Regions from separate parts of the Sus scrofa genome. Here regions 1 and 3 are each linked to region 2. Evidence: chromatin contacts called from public HiChIP or PLAC-seq and promoter capture Hi-C data. All regions are on one chromosome and are shown on one strand. The core of a region is the stretch at or near the end of the contact, and the rest is flanking DNA. Distances in the headings are between cores, read along the strand shown. Region 1 overlaps SUCLG2 (succinate--CoA ligase [GDP-forming] subunit beta, mitochondrial). Region 2 overlaps SUCLG2 (succinate--CoA ligase [GDP-forming] subunit beta, mitochondrial). Region 3 holds the start of SUCLG2 (succinate--CoA ligase [GDP-forming] subunit beta, mitochondrial).

The links. Promoter capture Hi-C pulls out the DNA fragments that hold promoters and counts their contacts. HiChIP or PLAC-seq counts read pairs in DNA pulled down with a chosen protein or histone mark.
Region 1: a contact with region 2 is called in an H3K27ac HiChIP or PLAC-seq map of skeletal muscle. The contact joins two enhancer-like sites. A contact is called at or near these places in 2 of 47 Hi-C or Micro-C datasets (fetal heart ventricle and heart right ventricle) and 1 of 2 datasets of contacts at active chromatin or transcription factors (skeletal muscle).
Region 3: a promoter capture Hi-C map of liver shows a contact between it and region 2, with 4 times the contacts expected there. The contact joins the promoter of SUCLG2 here to the enhancer-like site in region 2. A contact is called at or near these places in 1 of 5 promoter capture datasets (liver), 7 of 47 Hi-C or Micro-C datasets (heart right ventricle, liver, psoas muscle and 1 more) and 1 of 2 datasets of contacts at active chromatin or transcription factors (skeletal muscle).

The regions. Positions count from the first base shown.
Region 1 is chr13:48,898,531-48,901,289 of Sscrofa11.1, forward strand. All of the region lies in intron 9 of SUCLG2 (succinate--CoA ligase [GDP-forming] subunit beta, mitochondrial), which reads right to left. Among named protein-coding and RNA genes, the nearest start is that of SUCLG2, 190 kb to the right of the region's middle. Within about 2 kb of position 1,306, at least 3 of the 83 cell types and tissues checked have an H3K27ac peak or open chromatin away from gene starts, as enhancers often do. A contact at or near this core is called in skeletal muscle, where this site is marked.
Region 2 is chr13:48,976,536-48,979,422 of Sscrofa11.1, forward strand. All of the region lies in intron 2 of SUCLG2 (succinate--CoA ligase [GDP-forming] subunit beta, mitochondrial), which reads right to left. Among named protein-coding and RNA genes, the nearest start is that of SUCLG2, 110 kb to the right of the region's middle. Within about 2 kb of position 1,251, at least 20 of the 83 cell types and tissues checked have an H3K27ac peak or open chromatin away from gene starts, as enhancers often do. A contact at or near this core is called in liver and skeletal muscle, where this site is marked.
Region 3 is chr13:49,089,104-49,091,952 of Sscrofa11.1, forward strand. It overlaps SUCLG2 (succinate--CoA ligase [GDP-forming] subunit beta, mitochondrial), which reads right to left and starts at 1,361. Exons shown (of 11, transcript XM_021070828.1): 1 at 1,207-1,361. The coding sequence starts at 1,290. It overlaps LOC106505636 (a long non-coding RNA gene), which reads left to right and starts at 1,531. Exons shown (of 3, transcript XR_002338007.1): 1 at 1,531-1,666.

The DNA of each region.
Region 1 (2,759 bases), core at 56-2,555, 78 kb before region 2:
TCCTTTGTTGTGGGGACCATCCCATGTACTGCAGGATGTTTACTAACACCCCGGGCCTCTTCCCACTAGATGTCAGTAGCACACCCACCCCAATTATTGGTACAATGTCCCCAGAAGTTGCCAAATGCCTGATGGGTGGCAAGAACAACATGACTCCTAGTTGAGGTCCGGTAATTTGGCAGATGCCCTCCAGTTCACACAATGGGGGGAGATTTGCAGGGCAATGGTGATAACTGAGGCAGGCAAAGTTGGGAAGGAGAGGGAGTGTATTCTGGCACAAAGGTACCTGGACCAGATGATACAGTCTATGACAGGCCAGCAGTGGAAGGTAAGGTTGTCTGCCTGGCAATACAAGTTTCTGAATCTCTGACCCAACAGTTTAGAATTTAGTCTGAAGAAAATGGGGATCAACTCCGGGTTGTGAACAATGACAAAAAGTAAGTCCTAAGAGGTAAGCTTGAGGGCATGCTCTTGTGGCTTCTGTTCTTTTACGGCTTTCATTAAAGACAACTGAGGGGTGAGGTAATTAGAATCTTCTTTCTAAACCTATTTATACCAAAGCACACCAGTGAAAACTTCCTGATTTTTAAAATAGAAATAGTTTAACACATAGCAAGTATTTTGTGCACTGCCTCACACACAGAACACTCCTAGCAATGTAAACTCCTCATTGTTATCATTGCTGCTGCTATGCTTATTAAAGGGAGACAGGGTAATGATGGCCGATGTCAGCATTTCTCAGATCTGCCCCAAGAAACTCTGGTATCCAGGAAGTGTTAGAAATATCTGTACACACATACAGATGTACACATCGAATTATTTTATTTCCAAAATTTATTTTTTAAAAAGGAAAATGTTTCTGAGAAAGGATGTAAGAGATGTTTTCCTTTACCTTTATCTATTTTGTTATAAATGCTTAATTTCCCTAACTTACATTTCTCTATAAAATGAGGTTACAAACATTAATTTTTTATCTTTTCTTGAAGCAATTAACTTAGCTTTTCCTGTCTCCTTCCTGAGTACATGTTGGTGTCCCACTACACTTGAGATAGCATAAGACTGGAAAATATTGTCCTGATCAAGTGACTGAGATTGTCTGGAGAAGACCCCGGCTTTGGGACTCTGAGGTGACTCAAGGGCCAGAAGCCATCTTGAAATGAGGAGAAAGAAAGCGTCATTAGTACGAAAAGGTCAAAGAGAATGCTGTCTCACCAGCTGATTGCACACATCACTCCAAGGCAAACAACTGACAGAGAAATAATCTCAAGCAGGATTAAAATAGCAGCAATGTCGGTAGGCCAGGCAAACACATCTGCCAACACCCAGGCAACTGGGTGTCATTGCTGAGAAGGTGGAGGGCCATCCCTTCCTGCATATCTGAGGCAGTTTTCTCTTGTGACACACTATGTTTTGTCTTCCTGAACATTTAACCTCCAGATCTGGACAGCAGAGGCCTAGCCTGGGCCCATTCCTTTAGAGAGAGTGCTCAAATGGTTACTGAAAGTGACACTTTTTTAATTATTCTGTCACGAATCAATCTTGGAAGTTCCCAGTTCCTCAGAGCTTTGACAGGGCAATCAGCACTTTACTTAAAGCCTAAGCACCAACTTCTCCTGGCTGGTGAGAGCTCCCCATATGCTGAAAGAAAAGAAAAATTCACAGCTGAAAGAAGGTAAGAAGTCCTTGCAGGAGTGAAATTTTACAGTGTGTGCATACAATCTTCCAGGGAACAGCACTTTTGCGGTTGGCATCCCTCTGAAATGGGGACATCCCCCATTCCAAGAGGTATAGTTCCAAATCTCAAGCACCATGGCTAGGATTTACTCTGCACTCACTGTGGCTGCTGAAAACACAATCAAAAGGCACAGAATAAAAGCCAGTGTCAAATGTCAAAGATTTCACTAGGTCCAGGAATACCAGACTGCTCAGAGACAGAGCAGAGGTCTAGCCACCTTGCCCCCTAAATCAAAACACGTATTTCCATCTTTAGCACACACTGAGTTTCTAAGGAGAAAAAGGAACTGTGGGTGGGGAACAGCATAAGAACAACAGTAGAAATTATTCTTCTTAATCAAATTTAGTCAAATCCTACTCCTTGTTCTGCTCTAAAAGTTGCCTCTGTATATGAACCAGTGTTCTGCTTCAGTTTGCCCTAGGGGTGGTACTGCCTGTAAATTCTGAGGCAATATATTGAAAAAGAAATGAGACGGGTGGACCAGTATCTCAGCTGGTTTCAATGTGATAGTAAAAGTTTGTAGAAGAACACATGAAGCTGCCTGCACCAGCTGGTGTGAAAAACCAAAGGGGGACAGAGTAGAGCAACAGGTTAAGTGATGAGTGAGATCCACCAGGATGAATTGGAAGCTAAGCTTGACAGAAAGATGGCCTGCAATACATGATTGGGGGCAGGGGGAAAGCAGGGAGCCTGCAGCTTTTTCCCTAAATATAAGTAGATTACCCACCATGTTTTCAAGATCCTAAAGGCATGGAGAAAAAGGAAGTAATTGAAAGGCGTAATTTTTCAAAAAGCAAAAACTATTCAAAAGATCATTTTGGGTTGCCCAGAACAATGCTAACTAGAGGCTAACTAGTCTCCCCCTGTCCTCTCTTTCCTTTCCACAATGCTTATCTCCATCTCTGACACAGACCCCACCATTCTGGTACTTAAGGACTTTGAGAGACTTCCCATTTTATTTAGAATACAATTTAAAGTTCTCAATTTGGCCCACAAGTCCTCCCCGAACTGGCCACAGTCTCTT
Region 2 (2,887 bases), core at 1-2,500:
TACTGGCCTTAGCACCACTTCCTCATTTCATGGGAGCTGTGACTCAGAATGGAGGACAGGCAAAACACTGCCACTTCTCAATGTAGCAGCTAATCTTCCAGTTCAAAGCTAGCCTGTGGCATTCCTTGGGCCTGGGGGCACACACTGTACTTGGCAGACTTAGCTGCATCTGATCCTGGCAAGAAACATGAACATTTATCCCTGTGAGATTCAGAACAAGTCTGTGTACCTCAAGTAACCAGTTTCCTTAAAGGGGGCATCCAAGGGTAACATGCCCTCTTGGGGTGCCATTCAGCCCTTCATATGTATGTACAAAAAAAAATTAAAATGTCTCCTAAGTACATAACATCTACCATCCTTCATAAGTCCCTCCCAAAAAACAAAACATACTGGACATGATCAAAGTATATGGATAAGTTCATAAGCCACTGACTGGTCAGACAGTTGTGGATCAGAACTCAGGCTTTGCTCCTTACTAGCCAGCTGAGTGACCCTGTTCAGAGGATAACAGAACTTCAGTTATCTCATCTATGAAATGAAGCTGATCAAAGTAGTGCTTACCTTTGAGAGTTGCTGTAAGTATTAAATGCTAGGAGTTGATGGGGGGCAGGGGTCATATACAAAGTATGTATAAAGTATTTAACACAATGCTTGGCTTACATTCTTACTTATATTTACATTGTAATTTTAAAATAGATAGTAGATGATGATAAAGATGAATATGCTATCCACTGGGCAAAAAACATTTTATAGTAAATTCAAATCTAGGCTTACTGACTTTTACAAGTATTAAGAATAAATAAGATATCTAAATCTTATTTTTTTTCTAATCATTCAAAAATGATCAATAAAATACAGTCGTGGTTGATGAGAAAGTGCTAGTTCACATCAAGTTTAAAAAGGCCAGATAGATACCTTCAATAGAAGACCAAATCTATAGACATTTAGCACTGCCTTGCCACCTCCCAAATGGACTATTGCTTTTGTAAGTAAACTGAGTATCTCTGGATCCCAGACAGGATTTTTCTGCCACAAATACATGCCATGTTTTATTTATGTTTGGATAGTTAGTTTAGGTCCAAGGCCTGAATGTTTCCTTACTTTTTGCCCATCTCCCTTTGATATCCAGGGCTGTTGCCTGGAATGAATGGCCTTGGCCCGTCTTTCACATTTCCTGGCAGAAAGCACATCACTTGACTCCATCTGGAGTTGCTCAACTTCAGACCTCATTAGCACGCTGAGGCTTGAACCAGCACAGCACAACCCTCCCCCAGCCCTGATGCTGCGTCCCTTCCAGCTCTGTGGCAGCCTACAGGGGAGGGAAAATGAGCTGGGAAGCAAGCTTGGCTGGCATTTCGTATATCAGTCTTAGGAAACATAGCTCTCTGTTCTCTAGTGTCATTACTGACATTGCTATTATTGTTACTATGGTGGTTGAGGTTGTTGTCATGCATTGCAAAGACACCATGTTTTCGGCACTGACTGTCTACCAAGAACTTTTCAAAGGACTTTATTCACCTCATCTCATTTAATCTTCATATCAGGCCTGTGTATAAGCCATTATTCCTAGATATCACTGAAACACAAAGAAATAAGGTCCCCTGTCCAAGATCACATTTGTAAATTCCAGAGCACATTCTCCAGCCGAGCTGAAGCTCCAACAGCACCATCCGAGTATGACCTTCTATTACTCTCACCCATTCATGTCTGGAGGAGTGAATGACGTTGGAAGTGGAGTGAGGTGACAGGGGTCAGAGAGAAGGTGAACCATCCACTTTCAAATCTGATCAAAATTCTTAACCATGGATTCTAGGGTCTGTCAAGTAAAATGAAGAAAAAGTAACGACCCAATAACTGCAACAACAAAAACCTCTTATTTTGAGCCAAATGAAAGGCTATGCCCAACAGGTAGCTCTCAATGATTAACAGCTTCAAGGACGATCCCTTTCACTGTGTACACAACCAAATGTTTTTGTGATGTACTGTACCTGATCATTTTGCAATAAAACAAAGCCTACACCATGAGTGTACCTCTCAGTAATTCTTTTTATTATTATGCACGTTAAAAAAAACAAAACAAAACAAGCAAAAAAAAACCTCAGCAGTCTAAACTGACTGACTGCAAAAGGCAGAGAGGAATTCTATAAAGTCGAAGGCATTTGACACTGGCCCCTCCTCATGCGGCATTGTTGCCACAGACAAGGGTGTCCATGACACAGGAATGCATGAGTGTGGACTACAGTCTATTCTAGCACTGGGGTTCCTGGATTCAGATTCTGGTTCAACTCTTTTACTTAGCTGTGTAAAATCTTGAAAGTCACCTAACCTCCTAAATCTTGGTTTTATCCTCTGTAAAATGGAGAGGATGACAGTAAATCTCTAATGAGTCACTGGGTAAATTCAAGAATGTAATCCATGTGAGAACTTTGAACAATGCCTGGAAACACAACAGGTGACTAAAGAATGTGAACTACCAGCTCTCACTTTCTGAGATAATCTGCACTCTGCCTATGGAGTGTGTATCTCTCAAAAAAAAAGAAAACTTGCTTTCACTTCAAACAAACAAACAAACAAACAAAACCCTATGACTTAATATCATCTGATCTAGCATCATACAGTCTCTAAATAAATTTATTAGGCTTCATATCTTCCTCTAACAAATGGCACTGTTGTTTGAGCCTCTGTTAGGTGGCAGATAATATCCTGTTGCATCTATTATCTTCAATCCTTCCAATAATTTCACCATTAAGAAATTACTGTCCCCAGTTTACAGAGAAAATACTGGAGTTCAAAAGTTTATAAGTGACATGTTAAGGGATATGACCTCCAGCCCATGCATTTTCTGTTATAACTTCCATTCCAACTGAGGGGAATGTGAATGTCATCT
Region 3 (2,849 bases), core at 111-2,610, 110 kb after region 2:
TGCTGAATAGCTCCACCTACACCTGCTTTTGTGTTGTACCTCCCTACTCCCTAGCCCATGGCAGACATTACACTGAACATGACCCTCTTTTTCCAGGAAACTTTAGAATCTCCATCATGTGTCTGGGTTTTTATTTGCTACAAACAAAGAGAAAGAGGACAGGGCCAGTGCTCTGATGTATTTTAGTGCCAATACTGATTTTTCACCGAATTGAGATTGGATGATTCCCATCCTTCTCCTTGATCCCTGAATTTTACCAACTCAGGTACCCCAGAAGTCTGCAAAAGCAGGAAGCCTGCTGAAATCTCACTCTGGGAGGTAAGTTACTCATACTAGGGAGCACTGGGTGGGCTGCTAGGCATAATATCCATCATGTGGCCTAACAAATGTATTCAAGAGAGATGTTTCAAAAGCAGAACTGGCAAAGCAGGTAACTGTGAACCAAAAAATGTGGTTCACCAGCTCAGGAAAACAACATTCACTACCTGCTATCTAGCCAGCAATTACGGCAGCTGCCCCAGACGTTGTGCCCTGAGGGAATTCAGGATGGAGACAAATCGGATACTGGCCCTAGACTATTAAGATGCATATCAGTGGAATAATTTCAATGAGCTTAAGGGCTCACACCTCTCCATACACAGAAAACCACTAAAGTCACTAACAGGAGATATCTGGTTTTTTGTGATTTGCAGTAATCCTCTGAAGTTCAATTATTTGTTTTCAGCAAAAACTCCTATATATCCTGGCTTCTCCCTTACCTCGTGGGAACAGTCTCTCAGAGCCGAGAGGCTGCTCCCAGAGCCTAAAGAAAATGTTTATCTCAACTTTTAGGTTTGCCTTTTTTTCTTTCTTTTTCTATCAACATCCTAAAACCTCAGGACTCCAAAACCCAGTCCCAGAAACTTTTCCTGAACTTGCCTTTAGCACCTGGTACAGGGTCAGGCGCCTTCCCCAGAAGCTCACGTCAGCGTAAGCTGAGAGGCTCAGACACTAGGGTGGCCCGGGTTATCATTCCGCTGGGCCTAGGACCCCACACGGGCGGGGGTGCTGGGGTCCCTCATGCGCCCTGGGCGCAGCCCCGCGGCTCCCCTCCACAGGTCCCGCGTCCCAGTGGCCGCACACCCGAAGCCGGGAAGAGGGGGATGGAGGGGGGACAGTAAGGCCCCGGCTGGGGTGCTCGAAGCTCCCGCCCAGGAACCTGCTCACCTGGGACCTAGCCGCCAAGAGCGGGGGCCGGAACGCCAGGTCTCTCAGAAGTTTCCGGGCCTGAGCTGCCACGGGGGCCGCCATCTTAACCAGGAAACCCGGCGTGGGGAGCGGGACGGGTCGCGGGCAGGGCGGCAGGGGGAGGGGGAGGGGACCAGATGGGGCGGGTCCCAGCCGTCGGCGCACCGCCCCCTCCGCCCTGGCTGGCCTGGTCCTCCCGGTACGCCCCGCGGGGGAGCACCCTCTGGAGCCTTGGGTCCGCCCACCTCGGCCAAAGTTCAGTTTCAGCTTTCAGAGATCTCTTAGGCTTCTCACTGTGCTACCTCAGGTCACCGTGGTGAGGAAAAACAGATCCGGAGCCCTAGGGTCGTGTGATTTAAACTGCGCCGGGGACCGACAGGCCTTGGTATTGGTCTTTGCAGTGAGTGCTCTAAGGACCGGCCCACGGAGCTGATGCCAAGTAAGGGAGGCCTCTGGTCTAGTCATGGGTCCCAGAGGCTGTTCTAGGGTTGGGCTGCAACTTGAGGGGAGACCTTCTACACCTTAGTAAGAATTTTTTATTTTTTACCGAAGATTAAAGCCAAGCTCTGGAAGGATTTTAAACCAGTAATCACCAGAATAAAAGCAAGGTTTTATTTGTGTGACTAAGCACTGTATATATAATTAAAAAAAAAAATAGTTGTAGCACAGTCGCTTAATATGTGCCAGGCAGTTTGTAAATATGAACTCATTTAGTCCTCATAGCAACGTTCCCAGTAGCCACTAATGTAAAATCCCCATTTTTGCAGAAGAGAAAATTTAGGCACAGAGAGGTTACCTAACTTACACGGAAGGTCATGGATCTGATAAGGAGTGAAAATGAGGTTCAAGGTCATACTTTCTTCTCCCCACAGTATTAAGGGCCATTTCAGAACTTATTTAACCTTACCTTACTCTTGAGCCTATGAGCATGAAGAAAGGTAAAATGTAACAGAACTAGGTGACAATTTTTGCTAGTTTCCACCTAATTTTTTTAATTGTTATTTTGACAAGACAAATCTACAGAAAATTTCAAGAGTATTATCCCAAAATGCCATTCTTTACCACTTCTTTACATTTTGCTTCATTCCCCATTTTTGATAGATACAGATACGTAGATTCATAGCCCATTCTTCATCATAATTTTACTGGCTAGATTTAGCATCTGTTGATGATTATTTCTTGAATCAGTTATTACTATGATGGTTACAAAATCATGACTTCTAATTCCATTACCTTCAACATTTTTCAGTTCACATTCTACTCTGAGAAGAGCTTCACCATCTCCTATAATTATTTGTTCTTGTATTCCCTTGTATCAATATAGACTCATGGATTCCTTTGTATTCAGTGCTAAACCTATGCTCATTCCTATTACATGTACTCTGTACCTCTGAATATAGGTCATTTAATTCTCACAGGAACCTTATAAGGGGTGATGCTCTTATTCCCTTTTTACCAGAAGGGGAAGTGCTCCACAGAAATATTATGCAACTTGACCAGGATCACAGCTTAAGATCAGACCCCAAAGCTGGGCACTGACCACACCCTCCTCTTGACATGAGTGAATCTTAGTTCCCACCTGTCCATCATTACTTCTAGTAGGTCAACCACCTAGCCAAGGT